Regions from separate parts of the Mus musculus genome. Here all the other regions are linked to region 1. The links are chromatin contacts, called in public promoter capture Hi-C maps. All regions are on one chromosome and are shown on one strand. Each heading gives the region's core, a stretch centred on a gene start, on an enhancer-like site or on the middle of the called end of the contact. The rest is flanking DNA. Distances are from core to core; before and after follow the strand shown. Region 1 holds the start of Ssh1 (slingshot protein phosphatase 1). Region 2 holds the start of Cit (citron). Region 3 holds the start of Rab35 (RAB35, member RAS oncogene family). Region 4 holds the start of Pxn (paxillin). Region 5 holds the start of Triap1 (TP53 regulated inhibitor of apoptosis 1). Region 6 holds the start of Rnf10 (ring finger protein 10).

The links. Promoter capture Hi-C pulls out the DNA fragments that hold promoters and counts their contacts.
Region 2: a promoter capture Hi-C map of pre-B cells shows a contact between it and region 1, with 2.8 times the contacts expected there. The contact joins the promoter of Cit here to the promoter of Ssh1 in region 1. A contact is called at or near these places in 2 of 39 promoter capture datasets (liver and pre-B cells).
Region 3: a contact with region 1 is called in a promoter capture Hi-C map of liver, with 4 times the contacts expected there. The contact joins the promoter of Rab35 here to the promoter of Ssh1 in region 1. A contact is called at or near these places in 3 of 39 promoter capture datasets (liver and pre-B cells).
Region 4: a promoter capture Hi-C map of liver shows a contact between it and region 1, with 4 times the contacts expected there. The contact joins the promoter of Pxn here to the promoter of Ssh1 in region 1. A contact is called at or near these places in 2 of 39 promoter capture datasets (the 3T3-L1 cell line and liver), 1 of 484 Hi-C or Micro-C datasets (myocytes) and 2 of 115 datasets of contacts at active chromatin or transcription factors (the NIH/3T3 cell line and pancreatic cancer cells).
Region 5: a contact with region 1 is called in a promoter capture Hi-C map of liver, with 3 times the contacts expected there. The contact joins the promoter of Triap1 here to the promoter of Ssh1 in region 1. A contact is called at or near these places in 2 of 39 promoter capture datasets (liver and pre-B cells).
Region 6: a contact with region 1 is called in a promoter capture Hi-C map of liver, with 3 times the contacts expected there. The contact joins the promoter of Rnf10 here to the promoter of Ssh1 in region 1. A contact is called at or near these places in 2 of 39 promoter capture datasets (erythroid cells and liver) and 1 of 115 datasets of contacts at active chromatin or transcription factors (pancreatic cancer cells).

Annotation. Positions count from the first base shown.
Region 1 is chr5:113,991,372-113,996,336 of GRCm38.p6, reverse strand. It overlaps Ssh1 (slingshot protein phosphatase 1), which reads left to right and starts at 2,547. Exons shown (of 15, transcript NM_198109.5): 1 at 2,547-2,673. The coding sequence starts at 2,605. Gm52825 (a long non-coding RNA gene) reads right to left here. Exons shown (of 3, transcript XR_003955978.1): 3 at 4,103-4,965.
Region 2 is chr5:115,842,743-115,847,707 of GRCm38.p6, reverse strand. Cit (citron) reads right to left here and starts at 2,052. Exons shown (of 47, transcript NM_007708.3): 1 at 1,242-2,052. The coding sequence starts at 1,337.
Region 3 is chr5:115,629,266-115,634,230 of GRCm38.p6, reverse strand. It overlaps Rab35 (RAB35, member RAS oncogene family), which reads right to left and starts at 2,244. Exons shown (of 6, transcript NM_198163.1): 1 at 2,033-2,244. The coding sequence starts at 2,084. 1110006O24Rik (RIKEN cDNA 1110006O24 gene) reads left to right here and starts at 2,415. Exons shown (of 1, transcript NR_027810.1): 1 at 2,415-3,182.
Region 4 is chr5:115,504,328-115,509,292 of GRCm38.p6, reverse strand. Pxn (paxillin) reads right to left here and starts at 2,617. Exons shown (of 12, transcript NM_133915.3): 1 at 2,425-2,617. The coding sequence starts at 2,437.
Region 5 is chr5:115,338,823-115,343,787 of GRCm38.p6, reverse strand. It overlaps Triap1 (TP53 regulated inhibitor of apoptosis 1), which reads right to left and starts at 2,557. Exons shown (of 2, transcript NM_026933.3): 1 at 2,371-2,557; 2 at 235-1,113. The coding sequence starts at 2,517. The coding sequence ends at 1,030. It overlaps Gatc (glutamyl-tRNA(Gln) amidotransferase, subunit C), which reads left to right and starts at 2,627. Exons shown (of 3, transcript NM_029645.3): 1 at 2,627-2,946. The coding sequence starts at 2,639.
Region 6 is chr5:115,270,509-115,275,473 of GRCm38.p6, reverse strand. Rnf10 (ring finger protein 10) reads left to right here and starts at 2,579. Exons shown (of 17, transcript NM_016698.2): 1 at 2,579-3,217. The coding sequence starts at 3,061.

The DNA.
Region 1 (4,965 bases), core at 1,298-3,797:
TCTTAGTCGGGGTCACTATTGCTGGGATGAAACACCAGGACCATAAGCAACTTGGAGAGGAAAGGTTTGTTTGGCTTGCACTTCCACATCATAGCCTATATCTGTCCAGCGGCCACGGAGAACTGGGTACACCTGAAAGGTAGGCTGGGAATGAAACAGGAAGGGCCTGCAAGGGAAGAAGGAAACCAAGACAAAAGATTTCTGATCGTGGCTCAAAGTTTAAGTTTTAGCACTGCAGTTTATATAGGGGAAACCCAAAGACCCATCCTTTGTTTCGGCTGGATTCTGTTGTACAACAGAATCAGCAGCTCAGCGGCAGTCTGCTGCTGTTGGTGGACAAGGCAGGAGACTTCCACCCTGGTCGGAAGACTCCACCCAGGTTGGTGAAAGACTGACTGTGGCAATTAAGGTCTGATTAGCCTGCTCAGAGCTGGGGAGAGGGCACAATAGCCCATTACTAAAGGAAGTCAGGACAGGAACTCAAGCAAGGCAGGAACCTGGAGGCAGGGACTGATGCAGAGGCCATGGAGGGGTGCTGCTTACTGGCTTGCTCCCCATGGCTTGCTTAGCATGCTTTCTTATAGAACCCAGGACCTCCAGCCCAGGGGTAGAACCACCCACAATGGTTGGGCCCTCCTCCAAAAATCACTAATTAAGAAAATGCTCTACAAGCCCAGATTTTATGGAGGTATTTTCTCAATTGAGAAAATGCCCTCCTCTCCTCTGACTTTTGCTTATGTCAAGTTGATATAAAACTAATCAGTGCACCATCTCTAGGGGCTGTCTTCTCTGGGGATCCCCAAACATTCAAATGTGAGTCATAAGAAGACCATACAGGCTTCGAGACTGGGAAGTCTCAGAATCCTGAGCCTGATGCTCCCGGAGGGCTGAGAAGGTCGTCTCTGCTCTAATTGATGACATCCACAACTTTATGAGTTTAAAACTGACTCCGCAGAGATGTCTTGACCTCTGCAGGTGGTCAAACTGTGACATGCATATGTTCTCACACACACATACATACACACACTCATATGCACACATACTCACACATATATGTATACACATACATATACACACACTCATACACACATGCACACCCACACACATACACAGATATACACACACACACACACAAAGCTGGCATTCTGGAACACTCGTGATCATCTATCAGCCAAAGAATAGCTCCAAACAGAGGGGAGCCCTGCTGGGTATTGCCATTCAAAACCTGTCTTACTTAGTGCTGAAAAACTGTGGACCAAATTCACAGACAAAAAGTATACTCAGTCCTGTTTTGACATAGTTGCCTTCTGAAAATGCAGAGGATGCTTTGTGTCGACATAGGGGGCAGTTAATGGCGCCATTCTCAGATCTTTAAAAACCGAGACTCTTTGCACTTAGCAGGAGCGTCTGTTAAATACGAGCAACTGGAAACTTCCTTACATTGCGGGGTAACCCCACTGAAAATCCCCTTTAAGGGTTGGTTACATGGTACATAAAGGAGCCTTGCCACTAAGGCTAGTGACCTGAATTTGATTCATGCATGTATTCATACGCATATCACACACACACACAGATAATAATAAATAAAAATTTAAAAAGAAAGACAATCCTTATTTGAGGATGGAGACTGTTGATACCCTCAAGACGGTGGAAGAGGCAGGGAGGAGCCAGGTTTCCTCTCGGGCTTTGAGGATGATGGAGTGGGACTGGAGACTTGTGATTAGCAAGGCTTGGGTACCACAAGAGGTCCAGAGTAGGGGTCGGGGCTCTGTGAAAGAGAAGTTTCTATCAAGTTGCCCAGTACCGCCTTGCTGGGGTCCCTCACCCTGGCCCACTGGCAACCTTTCCAAAGCCAATGCAACGCGCCCGCTTATCCCCACTGCTGTCCCCGGGCAAGCTTCTGGCCGGCCCACAGTTCTCTCTCCCTCCGTGGGTTAGTCCAGCTCACGGAAATCCTGCCTCCTAGCAAGTACTACTCCTTCGAGAAGCCTTTCCTCTCGCCACCCACTAGTCTGCGTTTCTAGACACCAGAAGGAATTCGAAGATTAGATCAGCCCTTGGTGGTGCAGGCGTTGGAATCCAGGACCTTGAGTAGGCCGGCGGGACACCCTGCTACTGGGCTACACCCCAATCCTATGCAAAGCAACTCTGCAAGCGGATTTCACAGTCCCGGGGGTGGGGTGGGGTGGGGGGAGGCCCCGCACTTTGTATGAGCAGAGTAACTTTCCTTGAAAGAATAAACGAGTGAGTCTTTTACAAACTCTGGGCAGCTTTGCTCTGCTGGCCTTGCCTTCGGAGGCCTCAGTTTCCCTACGCTGCCCGCGAGTCTAGCGGCGGAGGAGGGGCCCAGGCCGGGCGGCTGCAGCCAGCGCGGGGGCGCGCGCGAGTGGACGTGACCGCGCGGCGGGGCCCGCCCCAGGCCGGTCACTGGCGCATGCGCATCACTGCCCGAGCGCTGCGGGCCCGGCGGACTCCGGAGCCGGGGAAGGGGGTGGGGGGTGGGGAGTTTGCGGGAGGGAGGAGGGAAGAGGGAGGGAGCGAGGGGCGGGCCCGGCGCGGCTGCCCGGCCGGCTGCTGGAGGCCCCGGGCCGGGCCCGCGCCGCGATGGCCTTGGTGACCCTTCAGCGCTCTCCCACGCCCAGCGCCGCGTCTTCCTCCGCAAGCAACAGCGAGGTGAGCCCGGCCGCACCCTCCCACAAGGTGTGAGGCGGAGGTGCGTCCGCCCTTGGGGTGCGGGCGTCCCCGCGTCCCGGTGACTGAGCATGCGCCGGGCTGGGGTCGCGGAGGTGGGGGGGCGGGGGGGGATGCTTCCAGATCGCAGGGCACCAGGAAAGGCTCTGGTCGGCTCTGGGCTGCAGGGTCTCGGGTTCCGCTCGGGGCCTGAGCTCATGCTGCTTAATCGGGGTAGATGGGGACCGGAGCGTCCGGGTCCTCAGGACGGCCTGCCCCAGGCTGTGCTACCCCAGCCGGGCTCATCCCACCCCCTTCCCCTGATGAGCTTAAGGCCTCGGAGTAAACCCCGGATGACCCAGCCGGCTGCAGGGGACGCCCCGCTGTGCTGGGCTAGCCCCGCAGGCCCAGGAAGTTGCCAGCTGGAATCTGGGCCCTCTCCCGGGGTTGTGTGTCTGCGTGAGACTTGGCTCAGCACCCCTGCGTGCCCGTGTTGGTGCGTTTTGGGCTCGTCTTGCGGGGACTGGCAGGCATCTTTGCAGAATGGCTGTGAGGTTAAGCCTCCAGGGCCCTTTCTGTCTGAGACTCTTTCATGAGTTTTATCTGCAGGCAGAAGGTTCTGGTTGCCTCCTCTTTGCACACAATTAGGCAGGGCAACTGAGAAGTTAGATTGTAGTAAGGCCTCTCTTCCCACACAGCTCGGTTCCCCTACAACAGTTTACAAAGTGCCTTTTATCTTGTGTTCTTCCTAGGAAACTACAGGAGCATAGGGAAGCAGGGAGGGGCAGTACAGGCCTTTGCAGCCGAAATTCTCTTCCTTCCTTCCTTCCTTCCTTCCTTCCTTCCTTCCTTCATCATGTAGTTGTGGCTGGCCCCCTGCCTCTGCGTCTCAGATGTTGTCAGTTCAGAAGAGCTTTCCACACCTGGCTCTCAGCCTGGATTTCTAGCCAACTTCCATAATGTTATGGGAATTTAACACTTGGTCGCTTCCAGTTCCTGTATTAGACACATTTTTAGGCTTTTAATCTTTTTTTTTTTAGTTGAGATGTAACTCACAGCCTGTGGCTTTACCTTTTGGAAGTATGTAAGTCAGCGTTAGTAGACACACCCGCTCAGCCACTCAGTCCCGAAGCTTCAGCGCCCCGCCCTTCTCAGTTACCGCTTGTCTTTGCTTCACCCCCACCCCGGGGCGTCCCCTACTTCTCTACATTTGCCTACGCTGTAGTTCATATAACAGGAAATATGCAGTGTTGCCTCTGTCTGGCTTCTCCCTCTAAGCGTGCTGGTCTCAAGGTTTGCCCATACTGGGTCTAATCATTTCTTTCCTTTCTATAAGAATTCATTGTATGGGGGGTAAATTTTTTTCAGGACACTGATTAGGACATTTTAAAAATCATTTTATTATTATTATTATTATTATTATTAATGTTATTTAGTACTAAATGTTTGAACCAGACCCTTGTGTGTGCCTGGCACTACGCACACTACCTACATTTTAAAAATTACATTAAGGTGTGTATGCATGTGTGTGCATGCGTTTGTCTCTCTGTCTGCTTCTGGGCATATGCAGGTGCCCACGGAGACCAGAAGAGGATGTTGGATCCTGTGGAGCTAGGCTTACAGGGGGCTTGTGAGCTGCAGGTTGTGGATCTGGGCATCTGCTTTTAGGTCCTCTGGAAGAGCAGCAAATGCTTTTAACTGCGGAGCTCTCTTCTGCAGCCCCCTTCCAGCCTCCATTTTAAATCATTATATGATGATCTCCCAATGACCAATTAACAGAAGAGAAAGCCCAGAAGAAAGCCAATGTTTAAAGTGTGAGGAGGCCCAGAGCCCTCTTGACTTTTACATCCTAGGAATGTGGAAGGTGGAGGCAGGAAACCCCTAGTACAGGCTGCATGGCCAGGCTAGTGAAATTAAGAATGGGCAAGGTGAGCGAGACCCTGACTCAATATGGAAGACAATGACATCGCCAGCAGCCACATACACACACACATGCACATGTGAACACATACCAGTCACACCTGCAAGTACACACAAACCCTAAAATCCCAGATGGCTTTTCTTTAACTTGAGCATGCCTTTGTCACCTGGGATGTTCCTGGGATGGCTAAGCTGCCTTCCCGATGTGCCCAGGTCAGGAGCAAGGCAGAGAGAGTAGACAGCAGGTGCTCCCTGTGCTGGGAGACTGGAATCCCGATTGGCTGTGCCTCCCGCCCATCCTTTTCCCACTTGGCTTCCTCTCTCTCTCCAAGTCAGATCTTCGGATGGGCCTGGATTGTTTCTTTGGGGATGATG
Region 2 (4,965 bases), core at 803-3,302, 1.9 Mb before region 1:
AGCCATTGGTGTACTTGAGGGAGCAGAACTGTCACCTATGGAAACCTCTTTTGTTTATAAAAGCACACACCCTCTGGCGTGCTGTTATCGCAATATAAAACCAACTAAGGTCACTCCACATTAAAGAGGGATGGAAGGGAAATGTCCTGGCTGGTTTTCTACAGCTGTGAGGAACATCATGACCAAAAGCAAGCTGGGCGGGGAAGGGTTAATTTCAGTATACAAATTACAGTCCATGGTGAAGGCAAGTCAGAGTAGAACCGAACTAGAAAACTGTCTGGAAATACTTGCATGACATTGGTCCTTACAGAAGACGAAACTGTTAGGCCCGGAATGAGGAATGTAGGCGTGGTGTTTAATCTAAAGAGCAGGAGAGCTGCCAGGTGCGGAAGCTGGCCCAAGCCTTTAGCCCCAGGACTTGGGAGGCAGCCACAGGTGGAGCTCTGTGATTTGAAGGCCAACCTGGTCTACATATTGAGTGCTAGGTCAGCCAGAGCTACGTAATAGAAAAAAACTTGTCTCGAAAAGAAAAAAAGAAAAAGAGAGAGAACAGATATCCCTCGTATGGAATAAGATTATAAATTAGATTATTCTACACTGGGGCTGAAGAGATGGCTCAGGGGACCACAATCTGGATCCCAAGGCCCACACAGGCAGCTCACAAACACCTGTAATACCAGCTCCCACATCCAAAGGATCCAAAGCTAGTTTCTAGCCTCTCTGGGTACCCAGACACAAGACAGATGCAGACAGACAGGCCCGTGTGCGTGCACACACGCGCGCGCGCACACACACAAATACACCCTAGAGACAATTTTGGTTTCTTCCATTGAAAGAAGCAAAAGTTTAAAAGTGTGGAGTATGGGCTGGCGAGATGGCTCAGCGGGTAAGAGCACTGACTGCTCTTCCAGAGGTCCTAAGTTCAAATCCCAGCAACCACCTGTAATGAGATCTGATGCCCTCTTCTGGTGTGTCTTAAATCAGTTACAGTGTACTTACATATAATAATAAATAAATCTTAAAAAAAAAAAGTGTGGAGTATGAGAAATGAGGGGACTCCCCTGGGGCACGTCCAGCCACGTACGTAATCATCAGCACAGTGGCACCTCAGTCCAGCTCAGGCAGGACATGTAAAAGAACAAACAGGATTACCCTAAGAATACCAGTCTCTGTCCATAATACAACCAAAGACGGCTACCACAGCAGACACGGGTGTGCATCGCTGGCTGGCAGCTGCTTACCTGGAAGAAGAGATTTAGCCTGGAGGCCCGACTGGCAATGGGCTCGGAGGCACTGGCCTCCGGCGGGTTCCGCACACCATACTTGAACTTCAACATCTCTCCGCCAACGCCGAAGGAACACTGGGGAAAGTCAAGCGGGTACTGACATTGAAGGCAGGAAGGGCTTGGCAGAGTCGTGTCTCCCTAAAGAGATCAGGATGAGGAGGTGGCGACCAGCCTCCACGGCACATGGGGCACAGACACAGGAAGGCCAAAGGTACTCATACACATAAGGGATGGAAATAAATCATTTCCAAAAGAACTACCAGCCATTGGTGGACTAGCAGACTGCAGCCTAATAAATCTCCACTTTTCCATTCTACCAGCTCTTTTCCCCTAGAAAACCCTGACGAACACAAATATCTGATGTCGCGTAGCTACATAGACCTAACCTGTGAACCAAGCCCAAAGGGTTTGATCAGTGAGCCTTGAGGATTATCCCAGGGAAAGGAAGGTTCACTGCCCCTGGAGGGTACAGAGATCAATGATCCTGAGGAAGATCGGTTGCCTGACTGACCAGATAGGCTAGAGAGGGAGAAAGACACAAGAAGGAGGCGCTGGGTTAGGCACGGAATAGAATACAGAGCCCACTTTCCCACCCAAGGCCTCAGTCCAGCTCATAGAATGAAGACACAGGAACAGAGAGATTAAGTGAGGGAGATAAGATCACACAGAAAATGGGAAGCGCCATGGGCAAGAATGCAGGTAAAGCTTGCAGGGGACAGAGACTGGTCTACAGGGGAATGGGTCCTCTTTAAGGGGCCCTGAGGTCCTCCGGCAGCACACCCAGAGACACTAACAACAACTCCTGCCCCAGACCCCAGGCTTCCCCCAGGACACCCCAAGGACGAACCAGAGACACTGGGTTGAACCCATTGTCCCGCCCCCAGGGCTGCACCCACAGACCCCGGGCTACCCCCAGCACACCCATGCTGCAGCCGCAGCAGACCCTCAGGAGCCCCCTCCCCCCGCTATCCTGAGGCCTTGGGTGGGAAAGTGGGCTCTGTATGAACGGGGTCGACCAGGGAGACCTGGGAAAGGGGACTGCCCCCCGCCCAGAGCCTCTCCAATCCCCCAACAGACACACACACAAACTGGACTCACACTCCGCAGACCCCCGGCTTACATTCGCCCCGCTCCGCTCCGCCCTGAGTCTCCCGCCCCAACGTTTGAAGGAAACGACGTGGGCAGGTCTCGGCCGTGCCTCAACCAATCAGCGCTCGCCATCTACTGATGGACAGCGGGGGTCTCCACCAGGACCCGCCCAGATCTCGGAGGGCTAGAGGAAGTGAAATGGAAAAGCCAATCACATTGTCTCTTCCTTTGACTAGCGACCAATAGAAAGAGGGCAAAGGAATCCAGGCGGGGTTGGGCTGGGAAGTTTGAAATTGGCGGTTGGCAGGATGCTGTGTTTGGAGATGGGGTCCCCTGCGGAGTCTGCGGCGCTGTCCATTTCTGTCCGAGCTCCTGCGGGGAGCTCTGCCCGAACTGCCTGCCTCAGATAAGGATGCTAGGAAACAAACTCCAGCCCTCTGCAGGAATGCACTCAATTGAGCCATCGCCCACGCCTAACGTAGGCGCCGGGGTTACGTGGGGGGGAATCAGGAAGCTGTGCGGTACAGCTGAGGCAGAGGAGTAATCGGAACCCACTCCAGCCTGCCTGCCTTGTACCTTTGGGTTGAGCCGCAGCAAGATCGTGAGGTCTCACCACAAAGATATGTTCAAGTAAATTTAAGCCAGGATCACTAGACCGCCCCCTTCTCTCAATGAGAAAACCCAGTGGCCATCAGTGTGTGGAAAGTGCCCAGCCTCGTTAGCAATGTGGGGGAAGGTGTTTGTGAAGAGGCGGCGCTGTTTACATTCACACAAGGGTAGGGTGTAAACTGACCTGTGAAGGGGCAATCTCGAAAAAGGAGTGTAGTATTTGCTAACACTGAGTGAGGCTCTCTGCACTCTATGACTACTAGGAATAGCTTTTCTAAATTATGTAACCGTGAAACGCATTCTAGAGAGCGAGCTCGAAATAGTGTTGTCTAACGCAATGGCAAAAGCTGGGGCAATGGCTCTGCGACTCTTCCAGGGGATCTTCCCTTGATTCCCAGCACCCACCTCAAACCCCTCACAACTCCCTGTAATTCCGGTTCCAAAGGATCAGATGATCTTTTCTGGCCTCTGCGGGCACCTGCACATAAGTGCACAGTGCACCTACACACACACACAAAAGAGACAAGTGTAAAAAATCAAGACAGCAACGCCAGGAAATAAGGCACCTAGGGTCCGAATGGAGGCTTTTGAAGGGACCATGAGAAAGGCAATGACCTTTTTCTTGACCCGATGATACTATAGCTATTTTGTGGGGGTTGGATGTAGGGGTGAGAGAGGGGCTGATTTTTTTTAGACAAAAAAAAGGAGGGAGGGAAACTGAGTCACACACCAGTAAGTGCAGGGTTAGGATCTGAACTGGGCTCTTTCATTCTTATTTATTTATTTATTTATGGTTTTGAAGACAGACTTTTCTCTGTCCTGGAACTCCACGATCAAGCTGGCCTTTTTAACTCCGAGATCTGGCTGCTTGGCCTCCTGGGTGCTGGGATTTTGGTTATGACACCAAGGCCTGGCTCTGAAGCCCATTTTTTTTTTATAACCACCAAATTGTAGTGACTTCTACTTTTCTCTATCCCAGGCCTTGGCACAGAATAGGTATTTATGAGTATGCTCAGACTAAAAAAAACAGACTGTAACAGCATGCTTGTCTGATTACAACTTGGCTTCCTCGTATAGATACACCTAGAGCATCCGTATGCACACTGAGACCAGCAGAGGAGGTTTGAAAACTACTAACATGTGGGCCAATGAGGTGGCTGAGCTTGTAAAGGCATCTGCAGCCAAGGCTGACGAACTGAGTTCAATCCTCAGGACCCACATGGAGGAAATAGAGATCCGGTTCTCACCAGTCATCCTCTGATCTCTCATACATGCCATACTTCCCCTGGACATGCTTGCACACACTGAAAGATGCAAATAAAAATAAAAGATAAGACGTCAGTACTTGGTAGGCAGAGGCAGGCGGATTTCTGAGTTCGAGGCCAGCCTGGTCTACAGAGTGAGTTCCAGGATAGCCAGGGCTATACAGAAAGAAAAAAAAAAAAGTTAAAACATAAAACAAAAAGAATACTAACACAGAGGCCTCCCCTGCTCCCAACTCATTTCCCTGTTCTAGGATCTAGGCTTGGGGGATTTTAAAAGCCCCCTAAGAGGCTCCAGGGTGTACCTTGCAGCCATCCTGGGGAAAGGAATGCCAAGAAAGCAGACAGCACTGCTAGCCAGGCAGCAGGAGATGTCGCAATCTGTTTGAGAGTGCGGTGCTGAAGACTGAACGGAGGAGACAGTCCCTGCCTGCTAAGCAAGCTCCATCCCAGACTCACTGTAAATCAGTGCCCTGACAATCAGGCTTCATCATCCGTCTCTGTGATGGAGAGTCTTCTCTGTAGGGAGAACCCACTGTAAAGCTGGCTCAGCTGCAAAATTACCTAAACACTCCGAGCTTCTTAGCTCCTGCTCCAGCGCCCCCACCAGCACCACCACTATGATGAAATCGAGGGAAGGGGATGGCCAGGTAATTTAAGGAACCAAGAGATCAGACTATATATAGTTCCATCATGTCGTCCAGGCTGATGAAACGTAA
Region 3 (4,965 bases), core at 995-3,494, 1.6 Mb before region 1:
TGTGGATCAGTTGATACACCTTCAGAAGCACACAGTCAAGGGGCCAGGGCAATCAGGCGGTGATGTCATGGTCCCTGCTCCCTGGCTTCCATCTCCCAGGTTCCTGAGTGTCATCTCCGTGGCAGGAGAAACCCAACAGCATAGTGTCTCCTCCTTCCCCATAAGCTGGGCCTGCACTCACACCGAATCTGGAGCTAGTCACACACAGACTGACCAGTGAGTCCTGTCCCCACACCTGACTTCTGAGCAAAAAGAAAAAAAAAAAAAAAAAATCAATACACCATGCGAGGTGCACCGTAAGAAAGCAGGCAGAAACCATTTCCTGGGTTTCACAGAAGAGAAAATGCCAACAAGCTACATCTTCTTGCTGAGTTTGGCCTTTCGAGTTTTGGATATTAACACTGGCCACGTCTTGAGGAGGGATAAAGACCTCTGACCACAGCGGGCTGACTTTAGCTCTGAAAGGAGAGAGATCACCATAATGTCAACAAACCCTCAAGAGCCCAGAAGAATGCCACTAGCTGGGTCCAAGTTCAAGTCTATCTACACAGCTTGCCTAGTTTTCTTTCATTCAAACCACTACAGGTCAGTCTTCCAGCTTTCCAACTCCGCTCCCAGACACAGCTATTCTTCTACCCCAATCCTTTAGGCCTTAGCATTTCCCGACACCTTCCCCCCCTAACAGCAACCCCCTAAGACTTCAGCCATCTTCCACCAGATCCAAACCACCAACCACATCCCAACCCAGCTTCTCCCGTGAGACCAAAATCCACTTATTTCCATGTCCGTCTATGACAGCGTCAGCCAACAAGCCTATATCCTGAGTCTCAGGGGGGACACGGAGCTCTAGTTCCTTGACAATACACAGGCTCTACCACCAACTTGGCTGTCTCAAGTCACATGACCCTCTCTATCCCACACTCCAGTCTGATCTATAAACTTAGCTGCTCGCCAGCCTCCTTCCTAAAACATCACATATTCCTGGCACCTCAGCTAAGCTCCCCTAAACATCCTGGGCCTGCCTCCCTGAACTCACCATCACCCCACAGGACCTGGTCACCTGCCATACTCCAAACACCTCTAAAATGCTTCATCCTTGGCCAGAAACCAGTGTGACTCTCATTCACTGACCAAATGCATTTAAGCACTGGGTACCAGAAGCTGATCTATGAATCAGAGATGGCGCGGTACTGAAAGGTGTGTGGTGTGTGTGTGTTTGTGTACACAAAGCACTTAAAATATTGAATGAAGCACCCGGGTAAGAGAACAGCAAACACTGTCCACCTACTGTGTGCCAAACACTAGTCCCCTCATTAAGTGTGTGCTCACATCAGCCTTGGCAGGCAAATCTACCACTCCCATTCCACAGATGAGAACTGAACCTTGCTGAGACTTAGTAACAATTCTAAAGGAATGCGCTCATGGCTGTACCTGCCGCACCTCATCCAAGCGCACGGCAACCCGGAGACGGGTCCTGGAAATACCCCCATTTCACGGAGCGCTGAGTCTTCACAGGGCGACTCATGCTGCTAACACTGTGAGTTACTTAGAGGTTACTTTATGCCGGGTCAGGCGCTTTTCCCTACTTTCAGCTCACCGAATCATCCCACCGCTCAGCTTAACAAGTCCCCACTTCTCAGATGCAGGAACTGAGGCTCAAGGGAGGCGAGACAACTCGCCCAAGGTCACAGAGCGGCAAAAGCTTGCCTCCCCGGGACTCGAACCCGGCTCTCTCCAACTCCAGCGATCGCGCGACTTGACCAAGGTCACACGTGAGGCAGGAACGAGCGCCGGGGCCGTGCGTGCATCCCGCGCCCTCGGTGCCCCCCGCCCCGCCGAGGAGCCACCCCGGAGTCCCCTCGCTGCGGCCCCCCCGGGGCCTGCGACCCCGCCGAGCTCCGCGCCTCCCGCCCCGCGCGGGCCGCGCCTCCTCGCTCGCTCGCCCGCCCGCCCCGCTCGCCCGCCCGCCCCGAGGCCCCCGCGGGCCGCGCCCGGCAGGGCCCACACCGCCTCCGGCCCCTGCGGCCCTCACCGCTGTCGCCGATGATGAGCAGCTTGAAGAGGTGGTCGTAGTCCCGGGCCATGGCGGGCGGGGGCGGCGGGCGGGCGGGCGCGCGCGCGCGGGCGGGCAGGCGAGCTGGGCGGGCGGGGTCGGTCCTGGCCTCGCGATCCGCAGCTCCCTCCCGGCTGCTCCGGCAGCGGCGGATCCACTTCCCGAACAAACAGCCGGAACTGACAGAAACACCTCCCTCCGCTCCCCCACCTCCGCCTCCTCCTCCTCCTCCTCAGCAGCCGCCGCCGGTGCCGCCGCCTCCCTCCTTCCCGCCCCGCCCCGCCACTGCGCAGGCGCGGGGGCTGGAACCGCCTCTGCGCAGCCGCAGCCCCGGCCAGCCGCGCCCTCTCCGCGCACGCGCAGTGCGCTACGCTCGCCGGCCGAGGTCCGAGTGAGCTAGCGAGCGAGCGAGCGAGCGAGCGCCGTCGCTGCGGATCCCCGGGAGAACCGAACCGTTTAGCAGGGCCCGACGGAAGAGAGGTGACAACCGGCCGCAGGGCTGAAGCCTGGAGGTCAGCGCTGGGGAGGAAGTCGTCCCCCGAGCACCACGATCCCGGACGCCCGACCCCCTGGCGGAACGGGTAGCGGTTCCGGATTGGGATCCGTGGGGCGTATGCACCCTGCTCGCCAGCGCTTCTGCTCCTTCTGCCTCAGTTTTCCGGACGCAGCGCGGAGCCAGCCCCACGTTTTTTTCCAGTTGGAGCGGAAGCCCACCTGCCCGTCCCCGAGAGCTGTCGCTGCCATCGCCATCCTCCCTGCAGGTCTGCAGGGATTGCCCCATCCCTGTGGTTTTTTACTTTTTCCAGACAAGTTCTCAAGTATCCCAGGGTGGCTTCCTGACTCTCTCGAGTAGCCGAGGATAACCATATACTTCTGATCCCACCTGTACCTCCTGAGTCCTGTTTTAATGTGGTGCTGAGACTCGAACCCATGGCTTCGCAGATGCTAGGCAGACGCTTTTCGAGCTGAGCTCCACCCCCAGCCTCTTTGTCCCTGCTTCTTCTTGCCCTCCAGTGCTTTCCAGCCAAGCACCTGTTGGGGATACTGCCCACTCCTAATCTTTCCCCGTAAGAAGCAGTGCTAGTGTTTAAAACAAAACAACAACAAAATACAGACGCTTACTGAATTCAAAGTTGACATTAGTTTTCCTTTAAAGTTTCTTGGACAGCATGAAACACTTACTAGTCTAATGGATACATGTTTTCCCATACATTTCAGAGTATCTAAGCACCCATGTGCCTCTCGCAGTTCACCGGTATGCCGCCATCAATCATTTAACTGCCTCGTCACCACGTGGTACCCCCATCTGATGGTTGTACTATTCCTTAACAATTCCGCTGCTGGTAGATTTATGCAGTTCATAATTTTCTTGTTATTCAAGGTACTGCAGGTCCTTGAACAGCACACACAGTGTCTGATCTAGGCCTTGCTTGAACTCTTTATTTCCCTGAAGCAAGCCTGGTGATGTCAGATGAACACGAGCCTAGAATCATAAGATACTGGCTGAGGAGAGACGCTGGCTGTGTTGTGTTCTTGATTGAAAACTCCTGGGACTGGCCAGGTTCCTGCTATTCCTTTGATTGGCATTTTTTAAGAAACAGGGAAGGGGCTGAGGAATGGCTCAGCAGTTAAGAACACTGGCTGCTCCTCCGGAGGAACCTGGTTAAATCCTCAGCCCCTCCCACCCCCCATGGCGCCTTACCAGGATCTGTAACTCCAGTCTCAGAACTGATGTCACCCTCCGGCCTTGGCTGACACTTGAGACATGTGGTCTGTAGACTCAAACTAACATTCAGGTACATAACAGAAAAACCTCAAAACATTTTAGAGGGGCTGGAGAGATGGCTCAGCGGTTAAGAGCACTCTGGCTGCTCTTCCAGAGGTCCTGTGTTCAATTCCCAGCAACCACATGGTGGCTCACAACCATCTGTAATGGGGTCCGATGCCCTCTTCTGGTGTGTCTGAAGATAGAGACTGTACTCACATGCATAAAGTAAATAAATAAATCTTTAAAAAAAAAAAAAAAAAAAACATTTTAGAGGAGACAGATGGAAAGCAAGAAGTCTTAGGATTAGGGTAGACTTCAGATAAGCACTCCACGTCTCCCTGGCACCTAAAGCATCGGGTCAGGTCATCTTCATGCCTGCTCCTAGGTTGAAAAGATTGCAGTTTCAATGCCAGCTTTGAAATCCACCCCTGAATAGCTTCTGGATAGTCAAGGGGCCTCAGAGTCTGTTTCCTCAGAATACTGTAAATGTGAGGCTATGCATCGTCAGTCACAGGGACCAATGTTAGTCATTCTGCAAGGGCTCGCTCATCATCGAGCTGTTTCCTATAGGGGACTTCCCACAGTCCCAGAGCAGCAACCTGTCAACACAGGACTCTCTGGGGAGTGAAGCAGAACAGCTCTAGGGAGATGAGATTCCCAGTTCTGCCCCATCCATATGTCACCTGGAACCCAGTGGGTGTTAATTCCTGCCTTTATTCTGTAACTATGTAATGGCCTCTTACCATTTACTATACTATACTATACTGTACTGTACTGTACTATACTATACTGTACTATACTTCAGAGGACACAGACTGTCTCTGTTAGCAAGAGGGAAGGAGAAGAGTCCGTCACAAAGATTTCATGGTGACACCAGAACAGAGGCACACTTTGAATGTCAGCTGTATTCAGACAGCCGCTGTCACACCCTGTGAGAATCATCAATTTTGGCTTGGAGGGGGGAATTCCCTGAGGCCAGGGTATGCTTCTGGAATCCCAAAATGAGTCTCCCAGCAAACGCTCTGAAAACACTGTCTAATGTTTACCTGGCTGCAGTCAATGAAGAGTTCTTTCCAAAAACGCATGTGTCGTGTGTCGCGTGTGAACTGCTGCAGGCTGGTCAGGACAGCCCGCAGCTAGAGAC
Region 4 (4,965 bases), core at 1,368-3,867, 1.5 Mb before region 1:
TAAACAGCACATGGTGACTCTCACTGGCCACTGTGAGGAGGGGAAGAGTCCTCCAATTAATCTTTTTAAATTGATTTATTATTTTTACTCTCAAGCCCTCCCCCAAAAAACCCCACCGTTATCATGGAGGCTAGGTATGCACCCCACGCATGGCCTTGCCACAAGGAGATCACCTTAAACGACTGCCCCATGTTAAGTGACGGGGAGGTGCACGCTGCTGAGATCTCTCTTGGGACACAAATAAAAACAAGAGGGCTGGCCCGTCATAAGCCATCCTAACTTAGGAAAACAGCTGACGGGCAGTGTGCTGAGCAGCCATGCAGACAGCTGACCGCCTGGGCTGAGAAGCAAATTCCTCTCCAGTCCTGCACATCCATCCTTACCCCCACCCCGCCCTGGGCTCTGGTCAGCCAGGCGGAACGGCCCCCTGAGAGCCCAGACTAAGGAGGCAGTGTAGCTCGGATGGAGCAACTGGAGAGTCTAGAGAAGGCAGCAGAAGTCACAGGTGGCAGCCACCACCCCTTGCCACCCCTCCTGCCAGCACCAGCTCACCCCCTTCCCCGGAAGGAATGTATACAGGAGCTGCCCAGGGACCAGCTTCTAGGCACAGACTTCATTCGTTTCTGGGCTGTGCAACCTTGGGTCAGAGACTCAGCCTCTCTTGGTCTCTTGTTAAATAGAGGTAGTGTTGGTGGCCATGGCCTCAGGGTGATCTTACAGAAAGGACAGGACAAATCCAGGCATGGGTAAGAACTCCACAGACAGCCCATTTCAATCCCTACGGTCCCCGTCTGCCAGAAAGCACTCTTTCCTTTCAAAGACAACTCAGTGTGCTGGCCCTAAATGGAAGACAGTCAGAAGCCGGGAATTCCGAGCTCTGCGGACACTACAAAGACTTCCTCAGTCCTTCAAACAGCACGGGGACTGTCCAGAAGCAACAGGGCCCTCAACCAGCCTGTGAGGTGCTGTGACTAGATTCCCCTCGTCCCCACCGGGGGAACCCCTTACACATTCAGATACCTACTCAAAAGCTCATCACCCCGGCCTCCTTTCGAAAGCTCAGGTATTTTTATGTGGAAGAATAAAAATTAAAAATACCTGCCTGGAAGCTACGCCAACCTTGAGTGCATCGGGAACGGACGTGCCAAGCCTGACCCAAAAGCATAGCTATGCCTGGCAGACAGCCCACTCCGTGAACCAAGCAGGACCCAACACCATCCCAGCCTCCAGGATGTTACACCAGCTCCCTGATCCCACAAGGAAACTGTAGCCAGTTTTAAAAATGACCAGTCTTAACTTGGTACCCTGTGTTGCCTGAGAGGTCCCTCAGTCTTATCTAGTGAATCTGCTCCTCAGAGCCAGGGACACGGATGGCACCAGCGGTCATACAAGCCACCCACAGTCCAGAGAGTGAAGACAAGGCTCCTACAGAGAAGGGACTTTATCCCACACACACCTCCTCAGCTGAGGGGCCCTCCGGGGAGGGGAAGACAGGGGCTCCTTCACGCTGGGATTCACTGGGCATTCCTAGAAGCCTTGAATCAACCCCCTTGGGTTTAAAATCCACTTCCAGGAGAGTCTTTCCTTTCCTCTGTCCTAACAGCAGACCAAGTGTGGGCTGAAAAGAATGGCCTCTGGGCTCCAATAACACGAGGACAGTTAAAACTCTGTTCTGGGTGTCCTGTCCTCTTTACCTGTGGGGTTTCCAGCAGCTCTGATGCTGGGGGTGGGGGACCTTGCCAGCCAGGACACGTTCAGAGATGGCCGTAGCCTGCGGCCCATTCCCCTTCTCATTCCTCTGGCATGTCACCAGGGTCTGGGAACGGTGGGTGAGAGGCGGGAGTCATAAGCCACCACCCCCCCAAACTTGCCTTTCTAAGTTTAAACTTGATCTTGTAATACAGGGTGACCAGACTTGAAACGGTGTGTGGTGGGGGTTGGGGGGGGGTGTATATGCAGTACCCCCGGGGACACTTGTCATTAGAATGGGGGTGTGGTCCTCACAAGCTTTTCTGTGGGCTGTGATAGGAAATGGGTGGGCTCTCTCGAAAGGGGCTATATCCCTGAAACGGGGTGGGGGGTCTGGGGGCAGTGTGCAAAGTGGAAGGTGGCCTGGAGGGAACAGAGGGGGGTCATAGAAGAAACAGCCTCTGAGACCGAGTCCCATAGGCAGACGCTCTGAGGTGGGGGTGGGGAAGCCAAGTGAGGGTCTCCTGCAAGCCAAGGAGGTCTGCCCCGGGAGCGGGGCGCCTCTCCCAGAGGTGGGTCCCTGAACACCCAGTACGGGATCGAGGTCCTCAGGCGCCGCAGCGAAGAGCGGCCAGCACAGCCCCGGGCCGTAGGCACCGCAGCCCAGCCGGGCGCTAGGGTGGGATCGGCGGCCGCCGGGCCCCGGCCGCTCCGCCCTCCGTCTCCCGCACTCACCGAGGTCGTCCATGGCTGGTCCTCAGACGCCAGTCCCCGGCTCGATGTCGCCCTCGCTGCCCGTCTCCGGGCTGCTCCTCGCCGCCCCGCAACTTTTCCGCGTCCAGCCTCGGCCCGGAACGGAACCCGCTGCCGCGCTGCCTCCTCCTCCACCACCGCCGCCGCCGCCGGCGCGCGCGCCCGCGACAGGATAGCCCCGCCCCCGCGTGCACGCTGGCCACGCCCCGCCTCCGACCCCCCACCCCCCCAGCACGCCCAATCCCGCAGGGGGCGAAAGCTGGGCGTGGTCGTGGCGCCCCCTGGCGGCTGGACAGGCTGGTGGCGTCTATAGGCCATGAACCTCTGCGTTCAGTCTGACCCGACCTTCTGGCAGACTAGTCACTCAAGAGAGTCGGTGGCAGATTTGTCACTCAAGAGAGTCGGATTTGTCCACCTGTCCCTGTAGGTCACCTCCCAGGAGGATTAAATCGGCTTGCCTGGAGCCTTTGGACTGATGGCAGTGCTAGTCATCCCAGAATAATATCCCAGATGTAGTTTTTGTGAAACAGGGTCTCTCTCTCTCTCTCTGTCTCTCTGTCTCTCTCTCTCAGGGTCTCTCTCTCTCTGTCTCTCTCTCTCTCTCTGTCTCTCTCTTTGGTTTTTCTTTTTTTTTTTTTTTAAAGTATTCATTTGAATTAATGTTGAAACAATTCATGGTTTTTTTTTTTAAAGATTTATTTATTTATTACATGTAAGTACACTGTAGCTGTCTTCAGAAGAGGGCGTCATATCTCGTTACAGATGGTTGCGAGCCACCATGTGGTTACTGGGATTTGAACTCTGGACCTTCGGAAGAGCAGTCGGGTGCTCTTACCCACTGAGCCATCTCACCAGCCCTCTCTTTGGTTTTTCGAGACAGGGTTTCTCTGTGTAGCCCTGGCTGTCCTGGAATTCACTCTATAGACCAGGCTGGCCTCAGAAATCCGCCTGCCTCTGCCTCCTGAGTGCTGGGATTAAAGGCATGCACCACCACTGCCCGGAGAAACAGGGTCTCTTTGTACCTCCAGCCAGGCTGGAACCTGAGACCTTTGTCCTGACTGGTAACATCAGCAGTGGCTGCGACCAACTCTGGCCCCAGATCCAGTACTTTAGAGCTTATGAAACCTTTCATTTTACCCCTTTCCCTGCTTCCCCCTTCCTAGAGACTGCCAAAATTCTGCACAAGGTAGATTTACCCCACATTACAGCAAAGCAAAAACTACCAAAACTTCATTCCCGGATCCTGGCAGATTTGCCCAGGGGACTCAGAAACTGGATGATAAAAGCCTGGTGTAGTAGCTCAGGACTATAATCTCAGCTAGTTGGGAGATGCAGGCAGGTCTTCAAATTCAAGATTACACTGGACTAGAGAAAGAGTAAGGACTAAACTGGGCAATTTATAGGAAGACCTGTCTCAAATTTTAAATTTTTTGAAAACTTTTAAAAATAAATACACACACACACACACACACAAACTGAGTGTGGTGGCACAAGACTATAATCCCAGAATTTAGTAGGCAGAGGCAAGTTTATCAGGAGTTCAAAGTTGTCCTTAACACCACACAGTCAGTTCAGTTCAAAGCCAGCCAGGGCTACATAAGACCCTGTCTCAAAACATACATACATACATACATACATACTTCAAGACCAGCCCAACAAGTAACATAGGACTTAAATCCCCACCCTTAGGAAGTGGAAGCAGGAGAATAAGAAATTCAAGGCCATCCTTAGCTAAATATTGATTATGAAACTACCCTGGGCTATATAAGACTCTATCTAAAATCATTGACAAATAAAAATGTAAACTGTTGGCCAGGCATGGTGGCACATACATTTAATTCTAGCACCCAGGAGGTAGAAGCAGGTAGATCTCTGTGAGTTCCAGGACAACCAGAATTACGTAATAGAAAAACCCGTCTCAAAAAACAACACAACAGCCGGGCAGTGGTAGTGCATCCCTTTAATCCCAGCATTTGGGAGGCAGAGGGAGGTGGATTTCTGAGTTCAAGGCCAGCCTGGTCTACAGAGTGAGTTCCCAGACAGGCAGGGCTATACAGAAAAACCCTGTCTTGAAAACCAAAAGAAGAAAAAAAAATGTTTTTTGTCTCAGTGACAAAGCACCTGCTTAAAGTGCCTGAAGCCCTGGATTTAGTCTGCAGTACTCCCATCCCTAATAGTAGAAAGTGTACACTGTGGTGGTTTGAATGAGATTGGCCCCACAGGCTCATATATTTGAACACTCGGTTCCCCAGCCTGTGGATCTGTTTGGGAAGGACTGGGAGGTGTGGTCTTTGCTGGAGGAGGTGTGTCACTAGGAAGCAAGCTTTGAAGTTTCAAAAGCGCCACTCCATTCCCACTCTCTGTCTGCTTCCTTTTCATAGATCAAGACCTAAACTTTTAGTTTACGGCTCCCGCGCCAGGCCCGACTGCCTGCTGCCTGACTCCCCCCACTTGGTGATCATGGGCATTGCCCTTGGGAACAGCAAGCTTCCAATGAACTGCTCTATTAACACAGCCTGGCTT
Region 5 (4,965 bases), core at 1,308-3,807, 1.3 Mb before region 1:
TTCTGAGACCACAATACATAACATTTAAAGGAGCCATTTATACAGGTGAGCATGTGTGATCCGGCAGGTTGTCCGCAGAGGCAGGCCTGAAAGTCAGATTTCTAATCTAAGTGCTGACCTAGACTTAATTAAACAAATCAAGTTACAGGGCAAGCCGGCTCTGCAACGAAATGAGATGCCTGGGGCAACGGGACATAAATGCTCAATAAAGTGCAGGGTTTTGGGAGCAAAGAGTAAAGTTTGAATTTTAAGATTTATTTCATTTCATGATTACAGCCTTAGGGCATGGTAAGCAAACAAAAATCAGTAAGCACCTTTCCCCCACTTAGCCAGGCGCACCCCCCTTTTATGTGATCTGCACACTGACTTGAACTCGTGGAGTTGAAAGTTAGCCACAGCAAACCTGGGACGCAGGTGACTCTTGCACGGCCACCCCAGGGGTTGGAGCTGTGAGCAGCAAGGCTTGTGAGCTCCAAAGTTGGTGTTTATGTCATTTCTGAAGATTCTGAATGGTAAGCTGACACCTCATTAAGGCAAGAGCTCCGCAAAGCTGTCTTTTTCCATAACCCAGGCCACCAGCAGTTGGAAGTGTTATTATAAAACTACAATCATGTTTCCAAGCAGTGATTGAATGGGTTGTGTCCGCATCCCTTTTCAGAGCATCCCTGAGAGGAAAAAGAGGTCCCGACCGAGCCCCATGAGCAATGCCTCCCATAGTTCACCCAGGTCCTCCGCAGCAAATGCTGCCATCCTTAATCCTGACCAGTTTACCATACTCATATCCAAGGACCAGTTAAAGCTGATGCCAGACCATAGTTTGCAACCATAACCCCAAGAAGCTGGTCCGCTGTGGCACGAGGGGTTCTTCAGGATGCCAGCAAAGGTGAAGTTGCCTCAAAGCAGGAATGACAGCTTCAGAATGGAGGAGAACACCTTTAACATCTTGGAATCCCATGCCAGCTTCACAGCCTTCCCTGACAGAATCCAGAAGCCTCTCACTTTACTGATGTCTTCCAAGTGGCAGGCAGGTCAAGAGGAGTTTTCAGGCTTTTCTTTGCCATGGCCCATGAACTCCAGGCCTTCAATAGGAATCTCTTTCTCCTTGATTGCTTTCTAAAGGAGGAAGAAAATGCACTATCAGTCCATGATAGCTTGCAGTCCATGTTTTGTGACAGGTGTAATGGTACAGAGGTAAACCAGACTGAACTGGACGGGCTTGAAACCCACCATTCAAGGCATGCACCACCACTGCCCAGCTGGGCACCCTTTTTTTGAGGCAAGGTCTCATTCTGTAACCCTGGCTATTCTGGGACCCACACACCCTGCCTGCCTCTGAATCCTAGGATTAAAAGTGAGTACGGCTTAGTCCTGTTTTAACAAAACAGTGCCACTGTACAGACTGTAATGTAAGTCCTGTGTGGTATGAACACCTGCTCTTGGGAGGTGAGGCCTGAAGGTCAGTTCAGGTGCCTATCTCTATCTTAGTGACAGTGTTCACTCCGAATCGGCTCTGTGACCTTGAGTTACCATCCCTGTCTGAGAACTGACTAAAGGTAGCTTCTGGAATGGAGAGGTAGTTTTAGGTTAAGTTTGAAGTGCTGGTCTGAAATCAAATCTTACTGGCTACAACAGGTAATTGGCGGAGGAAAACAGAGCAATGAAAAGATCGCAACAAAACAGGCGACCTCTGCAATGCCTTACCTTAGGTCTAGAAAACTGTGAACACCATCCACTCCTAATAACAATGAAATGACGCACCACCAAAATAAGCAAGGTCATCAGACTCTAGTTCCTTTGAACCATTCACTTCCTATTTCTGACTGCTAGTTTTTCCATGTGTAAAATATAGATAATAGAAAAAAATAGATAGATAGATAGATAGATAATAGAACGCCTTGTCACCAAGACTAGTGACCTGAACTTTATTCCCAGAACCCATATAAATGTGAAAGGAGTAATCTGACTCCCGGAAGTTGTCTCCACCCTTATTGCAGACGCGAACACATTTTTTTTTTTTTTTCTGGAGACCGGGTTTTTCTGTATATCCCTGGCTGTCCTGGAACTCACTCTGTAGACCAGGCTGGCCCCGAGCTCAGAGATCCGCCTGCCCCTGCCTCCCGTGCGCTAGGACATTAAAGGTGTGCGCCACCTCCGCCCGGCCACGCCAATTTTTTAAAGATACGGATGATAGCTACTTGCACGTTTGGAATGAATCCCAAATAAATGAGCAATAACAACAAAATACTAATGTACTCTGTATAAAGCAAAGTACCGCAAAGGCATCCCGGTGTGTCAAGTGGAGACAGCCTGGCGGTTTCGGGGGATGGCCGAGGAGGGCAGGCTGCTGCGGCGAGGCCGGGCGAGACTCACCTGCACGCACTGCTGGTAGCGTTTGAAGAGGTCGGTGCACGGGTCCCCGGAGCCGTCCCCTTTGAGGAACTTCTCAGCAAACCAGCGGTTGAAGCACTGGTCGTACTCGCGCTTCATGTCAGTGCAAGCCTCCCCGACGCTGTTCATGGCGGTGATGGCAGCTGCGGTGACGGCGACGCATTCTGATGTCGTCACACACCCCCTCACCCCCACCCCGCGCGCGCGCCGCCCTACCGTCTGTCCCTACGGGGGCCGAGAAGCAAAAGAAATGTGGTCACGGGCCGCGAGTGTGCGATTTCGGGCCCCGCTGGACGCGGGCCGAAGCTTTGCTTCCAAAGCGAATCCACAGGGAAAGGTCCAGGCGGCGGGGCTGGGGACCCAGGCTCCACGTCTCGTCCCCCAGGGCAGCGGTCGCGTGTCCCCCGCGGTAATCGAGCATCTGGAGCGACTGGCGCTGGTGAACTTCGGCAGCCGCGAGGCGGTGGACCGGCTAGAGAAAGCCATCGCCTTTGCGGATCAGCTGCACGCCGTGGACACTGACGGTGTGGAGCCCCTAGAGTCGGTACTGGAGGACAGGTAAACTCCCGGCTGCGGTCTCGGACCTTTGAGGCTGTTTCAGGTCCTTTGCATAATTGGAAATTTGTCCAGTCTCCGCGAGGATGGCTTCACTCTTCCCCTAGTTCATTATTGATCCTGTCACTCTCGTTTACAACCCTCTAGTCTTCTCAGTCTCGATGTAAATAGGAACCAAGTCCGAGAATCCCTTACTTCAAAGAGCCCTTTACCCGCCCTCTCGGGGGTGCTGTCCCCTCAGTACCCTCCAGCCTAGACTGGCTTACAAACCAGGTTTATTTCCTTAAAGTGTTTTCACTTGCCTTCCTGAGCATCTGATTAAATATCTGAAGAAGTCAAACACTATTTATATGTATAACCTCAAGTCAGTTCATATGCTAATTACGAGATATCCAAATAACAAGTTATGGCTTTTTTTTTTTTTTTAAGACAGAATCTGGCTAAAATTTCGCGGAATGGCTTTGAACCCAAGGTTATCTTGCTGTGTTACCACCCATTGCATTGGTTTCATGAAGTCACTGAAATGCTTTGCAAAGTTTAAATCTTGTTAGTCTCCTGTCCTTCTCACCTTCGGGTCTTTGATCTGATGCTCAGATCCAGAGAGGTTAACACTATTTGCCTAATATTACCCAGTAATTCACATCAGATACCTGATGTCATTTTCCCACCCAAGATCTTCACGACACGTGCTCGTGGTCTTCAGGTCCTCAGGTCCTCGGCTGTCACAGCCCCTCCCCATCTCTCCAAGCTAACACTGTCAAGTTCTTTCAGCTTCTTGACTTCTCCCTCCCTGTTACTTTTTTCCCCACAATTTTCAGTCCTTGCTTTTTACCAGCTCCTTATCCCACCTACTTCTCCTCTCTTAAGTTGTCGACTGCCATTAATTCTTTTATTCCTTTATACAGTAAAAAATATATGGTTCTACTGGTATTCAAAAGCGCTGCTAATCACAGCATATCTACTTAAATGTTAGTTCTCTGCCTTCCCCCTTCTGTTTATCCAAATAGCATGAATCATGTTTGGATTTTTTTTTCTTTTGTCTAGCACTGAGTAAATACTTGGGAAATGCTCAAATAAACATCTCATTAATTTATTTGGGGGAGAGAATAGAATTAAAGAGCCAGCAGTGGTGGTGGTGGTAGTGGGTTCAGCGGGTAAGGGCAATTGCTACCAATTCTGATGATCTTAGTCTGCTCCTTAAGACCCACATGGTGGAGGCAGAAAATAGACTCTAACAAGTTTTCCTCTGACCTCCCCAGGCACACTATAGTACATACCTCTGCCACATACAAAATTTTAGAATTGTAATTTTTTTCAAGAGTCAGGATTTCCTGTCTTCTAGGAGAAACTAAAGAAATGCAGTTGCTACAAAGGGAGGAGTCAAAAACAAACAAACAAAAAAAAAAGACAAGAAGTATTTTTGTCATGGTGTGGATCAAATTTGAGCTTGTCATTCAGTGGCCTGAATTTCTTACCATAAATTATGTCGTTTTAGGTTAATGAACCCGACAAGTCATTTTAATATGACATTTATAGGACTTCAAAAAAATAGGCCTCATGAATCCCAGCATCTCAGGCCAGACTTGAATGTGCTTTTAATCTTTAAATGTATGTGCCTGCAAGTCTATGCCTATGTGTGCAGGAATCCACAGGTTGGAAGGGGGTGCCTGTGAGAGCTCCCAGAGCAGTTTCAGGAAGTGTGAACTTCCATGTTGGTACAAGGAACGAAACCCAGACCCTCTGTAATAGCTAAATGCTCTTAGCTCATGAGCCATCTCTTGAGCCCCTGACTTGTTTTTTGTTTGTTTGGAGACAGGGTTTCTCTGTGTAGCCCTGGCTGTCCTGGAACTCACTTTGTAGACCAGGCTGTCCTCGAACTCAGAAATCCGCCTGCCTCTGCCTCCCGAGTGCTGGGATTAAAGGTGTGCGCCACCACGCCTGGTGACTTGAGTGTTTTAAATGCTTGTCTGAACTCAAAACATCCTAGTGATCCATAGGTGATCAGCAGTCTTAGGCAACAGC
Region 6 (4,965 bases), core at 1,330-3,829, 1.3 Mb before region 1:
AGGGAGAAGATGAAGGGAACAGGAAAGAGGGGGAGGGGCATTTGTCCCATAGGAAGAAGCCTTGCCTCTGGATAGAGAGGAGACAGACATGGCTCATAGGAAAATAGCAGATGCCTGGCAGTGATGGCACAGGCCTTAATCCCAGCACTTGGGAGGCAGAGGCAAGCAGATTTCTGAGTTTGAGGCCAGCCAGGTCTACAGAGTGAGTTCCAGGCCAGCCAGGGCTACACAAAGAAACCCTAGGTCGAAAACCCAAAAAAAAAAAAAAAAAAAAAAAAAGTAAAAATAAAAAAGAAAAAGAAAAGAAAAAGAAAATAGCAGTTTATAAAGGTAAAAGGGAAAACCCCATGTTAGGATGAGGCCTTTAACTTTAAGTGGGCGTGGGCATGTTAATTAGCTGAGCCAAAGGAGGCTTCTGATTTCTTCACTTCAATACTTTGATAGCTGGACCTTGGTAGTCAGCCTCAGGAGCAGGATGTGGCCAAATAAGGAAACAGACCTTGGGGGCTAGCTTTAGGAAGATAATTTCATGGTTTTTAGAAAGGCAGAAGGAATAGGGAGAGAAGGCAGGGCTTGCCAGAGCCATGCTCACCACACTCAGGCTAGCCAGAGTCCTTTCAGGTGAGATAGCTCAGCAATTAAGAACACTAGCTACTCTTCCAGAGGACCTGGGTTTGATTCCCAGAGCCTATATGGTGCTTTAATTCCAGTGCTGGGGTATACAATCCTCTCTTCTGGTATCTAGAGACACATGGCACAGACATACTAGCTGGTAAAACATGTGTAAACACAAAAATAAAATAACAACCAAAAAACTGAAAAATTATAGTTCCTTTTTAAAAATGGATTTATTTATTTTATATATGTGAGTACACTGTAGCTATCTTCAGACACACCAGAAGAGGGCAGTGGATCACCTTACAGATGGTTGTGAGCCACCATGTTTGTGATTTGGAATTGAGTTTAGGACCTCTGGAAAAGCATTCAGTGCTCTTAACCTCCGAGCCATCTCTCTAGCAAACCCCTCCCCCCCAAGTTATAGTTCTATGGATCTCCATGTCATTTTAAACTGATTCCTTCCATACTAAATAATATCTCATATACTATATGATAATAAGGAACCAAATAAGAGTCTGACTCCTGCTTTTTTCATTTTTCTTTCTTTCTTTTTTTCTTTTCTTTTCTTTCTTTTTTGCCCTGCCTCTGCCTCCCAAGTGCTGGGATTAAAGGTGTGCGCCACCACTGCCTGGCTTGGCCCGCACATTCTTGTTCCTTTCCCATTTATGATACTGAGGATCAAATCAGAACTTTGCCCATGCAAGGGCCCTGTGACTACACTACACTGTCTGCTTTTATTCTTTTTCTCTCTTATAAGGAACATGGTCTCACTATGTAGCACATGCTAGCCTTACACTCTGCACTTCCTGTCTCTGTTTATTTATTTATTTTTTTGAGACAAGGTTTTTCTGTGTAGCCCCAGCTGACCTGAAACTTGCTCTGTAGACCAGGCTGGCCTTGAACTCAGAGATCCACCTGCATCTGCCTCCTGAGTGCTGAGATTAAAGATGTGCACCACTGGCATCCGTCTTCTGTCTCTGCTTCTTGAGTATTAGTGATACAGGCATGAGCCACTCTAGTTCTCCTACATACACGATTGCTAAAATTCCACTCATCGGCTAGATGAGGTAGTAGCTTAGAGGTAGAAAACTAGATTGTGAGCATGGAGCTCTGGATTTGATCCCTAACAGCCCCCCCCCCCCAAATTCCATTCGTCCTGTGTGTGTCACATGACACAGCATTTCTAAGAAGTCCTCTTTTATCCCTCTCAAGCTGGGATGCTTTTCTATTGAAACGTGTTTGATTAGCATCTCCTTACTTAACTGTACTATGTTGTTTCTCTTTGTTGGTGTTTCGAATGTTGCTTCTTACCGATCTTTATATATGAATGTGGCATGCATACGTGTATGAAAAATCTTACACGTATGCACAGGTGTACATGGAGTTCTGAGGCTGCCATTGAGTGTTTTCCTCCAAGACTCTCCACATTCTTCACAGAATGGCTAGGTAGACTCACCATTTGAGCTAGTCTGGCTAGCCAGTTTGTTCTGGGAATTTCCAGATCTCTTGTCTCCGGTGCACCGGAATTGCAGGTGGGCCATCACACTCCACTTGGTTTTCTAAAAAATTTTGTGTATGGGTGTTTTGTCTATATGAGTATGTCTGTATACCACGTGTTTGCTTGGTATTGTAGGAGGCCAGACACCCACACATCTTTTTTTTAAAAAAAGAAAAAAATCCAAGCACTGGCGAGGAATATCTGTGAATTGGAAGCCAGACTGTTGCACACAAAGAGTTCAGGTCCCGTTAGGACTACAAAATGAAACATTGTCTCAAAAAGAAGGAACCCGCTAGGGAGGCGGGAAGGAAAAGAAACCTCGAACAGGGAAGAGAGAAAAAAAGCATTGGCAGGCACAAGCGGTCCCTCCCCTAGGACCCGGATGTAGGTAAAAGACTACACTTCCCAGAATGCACCACGCCCGCCTGGCAACTATATAAATAGTCCATCCGGGTTCTTGGAGATGCTGTTTGGCGACTCGTCGCCATTCCCGGAGCAGCTCGGCCTCGGCCCAGAGGCGAGTGTCGGTCGCTGTGTCGGAGACCCCGGTCCCCGGCACCGAGACAGCCAGCCCTCTCTCCTGCCCCGCGGCGGGAGAGCGTGTCCGGCCGGCCGGCGGGGCTCGCGACCCTCCCGCGCCTCCCTTTCCCCCGCAGCCTCTGCCCCGCCAGGCCCGGCCCGGACCTCCGAGCCCCGGCCTCCTCCTCCTCCTCCTCCTCGTCCTCGTCCTCCTCTTCGGTCACCGCCGCCTCTGGGCCCCACAACCCCACCTTGCCGCTTCTCCTTCCATTTTGAGAAGCTGAGGAAGGAAACAAGGAAAAATGTCGCCATGAAGGCCGAGAACCGCTGCCGCCGCCGACCCCCGCCGGCCCTGAACGCCATGAGCCTGGGTCCCCGCCGCGCCCGCTCCGCTCCGACCGCCGTCGCCGCCGAGGCCCCCTTTGATGCCGCAGAGCTCCCCCAGCGCCGCCGCCACCGCCTCCGACATGGACAAGAACAGCGGCTCCAACAGCTCCTCCGCCTCCTCGGGCAGCAGCAAAGGGCAACAGCCGCCCCGCTCCGCCTCGGCGGGGCCGGCCGGCGAGTCTAAACCCAAGAGTGGTAAGAGCCGGCGGGTCTGCCGGGTCACTTGGGGGAGGAGGGACAAACGACCCACCTTCCGCTTGCACTGACATCCAGTATTTACGGTTAAGCCGATCTGCGCTGCGTGGTTAATTTGGGCCCTTGCATTCATATTCAAAACAGCTGGCTGAAGTAGGCGCTATTCTTAGCCCCATTTTGCAGATGAGGGATCTGAGATTTTGGAAAGGGTTAAGGTCATCCAGGTGGCAAGCACCTCACAGAAGGCCTCAAGACCTGGCTTTGTGTGACTCACCGTCGGTCCAGGCTCTAAAACAATTGACTTTGTTTTCTCTTCTAGTGTCGGATTAGCTTTGGGTGGCATTCAAGTTTGAATAAGAGAGGGTGAGGCCCGAGGATTTTCAGACTTAAATCTGGCACCGGGTCTGCTCCTCTGTTTAAGAGGACTCATGTTGGGATGGCGTTGCTCGGCGTGATAGTAAAGCATGCAGACCCTGCATTCAGTTCATTTAGGTTCAGTCCTTGAGTTTGCTAATACACACTATTAAGTAAATGGGCTAAGCGCTTAGAGTACTTGACAACTTTTTGCCTAAATATTATGCCTGTTTGTGTGCGGTAGGTTATATGGGCTTGGCTTTCATGGTGTGTGTGTGTGTGTGTGTGTGTGTGTGTGTGAGAGAGAGAGTGATGTGTGTAGTCAGGCTTCTTAGTATTACTATAACATAATAATAATGATATTATTATAATAATATAATAATACTACTTACTGATTATGCACAAAGCACACGGGTAGGCTTTTAGGTGTGATAGCACTACTCTAATCGTTTAACCTGTCTAGCCAGGAGTTATTCCACCGCAGAGAATAAACTAGGCTGTGGATTAGGAGATGGCAGAATCCCGAGTCCAGCATTCTCCATCTTGTGTCAGAGCTGTGTACAAATCTCTTTTAAACTTTTACCATGTTGGCAGTATTTTTGAGATAGTAATTTTTTTTTCAATCAGTCTTTTGGTTTTTCGAGACAAGTTTCTCTTTGCATCCTTGCCTGTCCTGAAACTCACTCTATAGACCAGGCTGGCCTTGAACTCAGAGATCCACCTGCCTCTGCTTCTCAAGCACCTCCAAAATCTCAGACACAGCCAAGTTTCAGATTGTGGTTTAATTACAATGTTTCTCCTTCTCTTTCCTCCCTCCAAAGCTTCCTGTGTAACCTTCCGCTAATCTCCTTCATGTCCTTCTTTCACACATCTGTATGCATGTGCATATACATGTCAGCAAGCATGTGTATGAGTTCTATGCATATCCACCAGTGAACCTGAGCGTGGGGAGGAGCCTAGGAACCTGAACCCTACACAAAGAACTCCAGGAGACTTAGTAACACTGGGAGTGGGAGAGGGGGTCTCCTGGAAGAGCACACCCCGTAGTTTTCCAGTGCCAAACATCACTGGATGTATTTAGTGCAAAGATGTATGTGCAAGTAACTTTGTTTGGATTCCGCAGTGTGTTTTTGTGAGAGAGAGCATGTGTGACAGATGGGGAGCTTTGAGCTGACAGTCTAAGATTCAAAGAGCTGGACGGTATGGGTCAGTGGTAGAGACCTTGCCTAGAATATGCAAGGCCCTGGGTTTGATCCTTAGCATCCCCCCACCCCCCTCAAATTAAAGAGCAAAAAAAAAAAAAAAAAGCACTAAAATTATAAGGCTTACTGACTGAGAGTTTATCTGTAGGGTATGACAAACTCCATTACCAGGTCTACCTGAGGATGTGTAGA